2 separate regions of the Mus musculus genome follow, and region 2 is linked to region 1. A link is a contact called in public HiChIP or PLAC-seq data. All regions are on one chromosome and are shown on one strand. The core of a region is the stretch at or near the end of the contact, and the rest is flanking DNA. Distances in the headings are between cores, read along the strand shown.

What was found. HiChIP or PLAC-seq counts read pairs in DNA pulled down with a chosen protein or histone mark.
Region 2: a contact with region 1 is called in a FOXA1 HiChIP or PLAC-seq map of pancreatic cancer cells. The contact joins two enhancer-like sites. A contact is called at or near these places in 1 of 484 Hi-C or Micro-C datasets (the HL-1 cell line) and 1 of 115 datasets of contacts at active chromatin or transcription factors (pancreatic cancer cells).

What each region holds. Positions count from the first base shown.
Region 1 is chr7:133,798,730-133,801,429 of GRCm38.p6, forward strand. The region is part of intron 1 of Fank1 (fibronectin type 3 and ankyrin repeat domains 1); the gene reads left to right. Among named protein-coding and RNA genes, the nearest start is that of Fank1, 23 kb to the left of the region's middle. Within about 2 kb of position 1,417, at least 9 of the 459 cell types and tissues checked have an H3K27ac peak or open chromatin away from gene starts, as enhancers often do. A contact at or near this core is called in the HL-1 cell line and pancreatic cancer cells, where this site is marked.
Region 2 is chr7:135,508,188-135,510,887 of GRCm38.p6, forward strand. No RefSeq gene overlaps it. Among named protein-coding and RNA genes, the nearest start is that of Clrn3, 19 kb to the right of the region's middle. Within about 2 kb of position 1,279, at least 63 of the 459 cell types and tissues checked have an H3K27ac peak or open chromatin away from gene starts, as enhancers often do. A contact at or near this core is called in the HL-1 cell line and pancreatic cancer cells, where this site is marked.

The sequences.
Region 1 (2,700 bases), core at 167-2,666:
CTTGGCCTCCTTTTTGGACGTCCTTCTTGACTTGACAAGGAGAGAGGGAACAAAGAAGCCAGAGGAGGACAACCAGTGTCTCTCGTGTGTCACCCTATTTCCTGAGTGATGGCCTTGCAGTGAGTCTGGAGCTAAGCTAGCATCCTGGAAGTCCCAGCCATCTGTCCTTCTGTCTCTGCTCCCATCCACAGCCCAGGCAGGCCTACCACCCCTGGCTTCTTACATAAAGGTGTAGGGGGTGTGGATTTGGGTCCTTAAGTGAGTGCACTAAGGGCCCTTACCTACCCCTCCGATTTGACTGTTATCAGCATAGTTTTAGTTGGGGATGGCAAAGCTGTAGAGAGAGGTGATAGTTGTTCTTGCTCTTGATGGCAATGCAGTTATCTCATGTGCCCATGGTACCTAATTTAAAGAAATTCTTTGTGCATGCATGTGTATATGTGTGGAGTGTTTGTGTGTATGAGTGTGAGTAGCGCTTGCCACAGAGTGTGTGGTCACAGTGTATGTGTTCGTTAGAGGATGACCTCGGTTATAGTCTTCACCTTCCAACTTGTTGGAAGCAGGCTTTCTCATCTGCCATTAAAACTCCAAGTATAAGCCTGTCCCTTGAGCTTCCTGGGACTCTTCTCCAGTCTCCTCCTCCCATCTTGTCTCAGGAATATGGGCTGTTATTCAAGTTCTAGAAATTTGAACTCTGATCCTTAACATCTGAGCTGCAAGCACTTTACCCCCAGGGGCATCTCCTTATCTCACATGTTAAATGTTTTAATATCTTTGTCGCCCTTATAAAACACTCAGGGTGTTATATGCCCCAACCAGTCCTTAAAACATGCACAGAAACATGCCTAGCTCTTGAACTGAGGCTCAAAATACCATGGGTGATTAGGACGTGGGTCTTCACAGTGTCTTGCCCTCTCTGTATCCTGTTATGTTCCTCCCCACACGGGTAGAAGAAATCCCGGAGTAGAGTCTGAGAAAAATAAAAGTGAAGACAACTGAAGATCCCCAGAATAGTGAGTCTTCTTAGAAGAGAGGTGAATGGACGAGACACTTTGAAGGGATTTCCAGGTATGGTGTGAAACAGAGATCTTGAGAGTTACACTTTAAATCTCAGCCCATGGAAGACGATGAGTTGCTACAGGACACCTTCATAAGAGCTGGCCATCACAGCCCAGGGGAGCATTTAAAGCTTACACATGATCCGGGGGCGAGGGTCCCCTTTACCTCAATTCCCCTTTGACCTGGCTGGGATGGAGAAAAGCGCCCAGGGAGAAGGGAAGGAATCCCTTGTGGTTGGGTGAAAGGTAACACAGAGACTAACCCACCCGGAGGGAAGGGGCTACTCTGCTAGGCCACTATAAACAGGAGCTGGGGTTTGCAGACAGCAGATGTCTCAGAGGTGAGTCACAGATGCGAGCCCAGCCAACCAACCACCATAGCTTCTAGAGAACTGTTTTCATCCATAGTTTTCTTTCATCCTTGTGTCTGAGACAGCAAACAATTTTTTCTTTTAGTTTTGTTTTATGTCTTTTGCCTGCATGTATGTCTGTGCACTATGTGTGTGCCTGCAGGGGTTGGAAGAGGGCATCAGATCCCCTAGAGCTGGAGTTATATATGGTTTTAAGCCACCATGTATGGGTGATGGGAACCAAACTTGGGTCCTCTGCAAAAACAGCTGTGTTTAACCCAAGCTGTCTCTCTAACACCTGAGCTAACTTTTTAAAACCATCCCCAAAAGGTAGGTGATTTTACTTCTGAAATTATATTGTACTGCTAGGGAAGTGTTAGTGATCTCCCCAAAAAAACAGACAGGAGCTGAGCTGATGCAACTCACAGCAGGGTCTTTATTCTATTTGAGCTAGCTGCCCCCCCACTCCCACCCCTCAGGACACCACTGTCACATGGGACTGTTTTGGTGGTAGGGGATCCCTGAATGTCTATTGGGGCAAGGCTTTATAGTAAGCAGCAACTGGGGGCTGGGGGGCGAGTGTGCAAGCATCTAACTGGAAAGCTACTGTGCCCTTTAACATAATTGGCTGGTGCTGGGAGTCATATCATAAAATTAATTTCTGTTCCCCTCTACATTGGTGGTGGTTAGGCAGGGGGTGGGCTTGTAACCTGGGGGCGGGGTACAGGTTTGTTGGGGGAATAACCTGGGGGCGCTGGTCTTGTTGGGAATTAGCCCAGAGACTGGAGCTAGGCTCAGGTTTTGTTGGAGGGCATCTAGGAAACTAAGGCTAGGTTTACGTGAGTTCAGACTTAGGTCAGGTCTAAAATGGAGTCTGAACGTAAAAGATTTGTCCTCTCAGTATCAATGCTTTTGTGACTGCTTATTCCAGATTCCTTATTTGTGACTATAACAATCAGAAAGTTCTGAAATTTAAAAGATTGACTAAACTTAATGTTCTTTTAAAAATGAATTTATCAAGATGGGGTTTTATGTAGCCAAGGCTGGCCTTGAACTCATAGAACCATGATGACTTTGAACTTCTGGTCCTTTTACCTCTAGCTCCTGAGTGCTGAGATTCCCAACTGTGTGTGCATCAAACATAGTCATTATTGTATGCATTGTATTGTATGCATTGTATTACAGTGTTATGATAAGAGAATAGCTTTCTAATACTATAATCAGTACTGGAGCAAAATATTGAAACATTGTGGTATAAAGGGGGAAATTTGGCTCAGAAAAGAATGCCACCT
Region 2 (2,700 bases), core at 29-2,528, 1.7 Mb after region 1:
CTAGGCAGTTCTACTATGAGAGCACTGCTTCAGCCATGACATTGAGGTGGTGGTAATGTGTTTGTTAGCTTGGTTGGAGTTCAGCTGGGAAACATGTCCAGAGGAGCCTTTCTAGCTCATCACCACCATCATAATATCCATCCCCATCACCCACTCAATGTATTTTGCCAAGTGAATGCTAAAAACGAGTATTTCTACAGAACTCTCCAGAAATATAAAATCCCCATGTAACAACTGATATAAAAGTTTGTAAAATAATAATGTTCACAAAAATGATTTCAGGGGAGTTCTCTATAGTGTTCCTCATGACCCACACTCTTGGGAACTGGACACTGTTAGAGTTAATGTTTATATGATTTTTCACCATTTATTTATTTATTTATTTATTCATTCATTCATTCATTTTACACAGGCTTTCTCCATTAGTTAGTTAATTTATTCATTTTACATGGGAATGTTTAAAAGAATAAACTCAATAAAATTAAAAAGAATAAAAACACCTTTAAGCATCCCAGCATTTCTGCCTCTTTACTCATCTTATTTCTCAAATGAGGAAGCAGATAGAAGCAAACCACAGTTTCGCCTGCCCCTTTGTCTGCAGCAGATCATTTTCAAAGCTGCTGTCAGCCTTGTTTGAGGTCAGAGCTGGCAGCAGAGCCAAAGCTCCCTGTCTCTGGGCCACTATTCATTTACATCTGTGTAGGAAGCCCTTGAGAGCTCCCATGGCTCCCATAGTTCCATTCTGCCTGTCGCCTGTCATATGGACTCCCTGTCCACTGCTCCGTAAGCACGGCATTGACTGTCCTCTTCCTTACTCCTCTCCAGTCTCTGCGTCCTCTGTGCTGTGACTGCTCTGTGAACTCTTGCTTGCAGAGGAACCACTGGACCTGAGTTTCTGACACACAGCATTTGCTCTCTCCGCCATACCAATGGCCACCAGCAGAATAATCTCTAGGTACCACTATGACGGCATCATGAAAAAGTGAATCTAGTTTAAACCCAGGACCTCTTTGTGAAACCAGGGAAGAAAACGTGCAGTTTGCACGCCAATGAAACTGGTTATAGTTCTAATCAAAAGATGAATGTCTACCCATATCAACATTGTAAGAATCTAGCACACTCAGTAACTAAAATGACATGTGCCTGGGTTAGCTGAGTAGAGTCCAAAGTCTAGTCCTGGACATGTAGTTCTGACTTTTACAGCCACTGTATACACACATGGGGCCACTGTCAGCTTCTCTGAGAGCATGACTCATAATTCTGCTCAGCCTCTTGCTCACTGTGGGACAACCCATACCCAGCCAAGCCAGCCTGACTCACAGTGGCTCTACTATAAACGGGGCTGACAAGAAAGCCGTGTGTACCTTTGCTGCCAGGTCTCCCTCCATAGGATCTCCGGTGTGCAGTGTTTAGGTGAGCATACAGTGTGCATCTGGGAAACAGTGAGAGCCATGGGTGTGGCATTGACTGAGGAAGGGGACTCCAGGGACAGCACAGTGATCTACCTGAGACCCATATTAGTCCAAGCAGCTGTGTCTCAAGAGAAGCAGACAGGTGGCCAGTCCACTAGGGGCCAAGGCAGCCAGAGATATGTGTTCTGCTTAACAGGAAAGGATTAACAAGCAGGAGGGAAGTCTTCAAGAGTGACAATGACAATGACTGGCTAGAAAATATGGAGCATGTCTCCTTCCTTTTAATAAACATTTAACATCAGAATGAATCTTGGCAGTGTGGAGCCTGCTATAAATACCTCCTTCCTCCTTTGCTGGGTGTATAGGGTACTCTGTAGGAGAGACCCCCTTCCAGCTCAGATGAGTGAGCATCCAAGTCCACCTAAAGGCTCACTAAGACAAATGGGTATCTTTGCCTGAAGAAGCTGAATGAAGGAGATGTACAAACAGGATAGAACAGAGCATGGCATCCTGGTCTATGTGTAAAAGTTCATCAGGAATGCCACACATCCTCTTGGACAGAAACCAGGAGCTTGGTAGTTGTGTCAATGACTGTTCGCAGCACTAGGTCACATGTGCGTGGAAGAGCCTAAGAGCTGTTTTCAGTTCTGCTGCTAAGCTTAGGTTTTCTGTGTGTTGCCTGTTCCCATACAGAACTGAGGGACCTGTGTAGCCTGCGGAATCCAACAGCGACCATGTTGGTGTCTTTCTCTCCTTCCACACAAACTACAGACTCCCAGTTCCGGGGATGGAGCACGGCCCTTGGCATGAGCTCTCAGGTCCTTCTCACCAGGCCAGGGTGTGACACTATTGCTGCTCTTTCGTCTCTTTGGTGACTCCCGGAAGCCTGGCTCCAAGGATTCCCTGTTTGGTGCCTGTTATCCATGGTTGCCCCTCCTGTTACTCACTCATGTCTTTCTTGTGAGTAAGGAGCTAAGGGAGTGGCAACACCTCGGACTCTGCCACTTCCCACAGTTGGCAGTGAGATGGCAAAGCTACTCATTAATGTAGTTGCGATAGCCAGACATCCAAGTACTGAGAGAGCTGAGACTCCTGAGCGATCACACATTTCTCCAGCTGCATGAGGGGTCAGCTTTCACACATGGCTGATGACCTTGTTTGAGGGCACCTCCCCAAACAGAACCCCAAAGAGTTTCTGGGGTTCTGGTTGCCTGGTAGGGAGAGGATGGGGTTGCTAAGAGACCAGGGAGACCTACTCCTCTCCCAGCTGAGATGTTAGCCCTGTTTT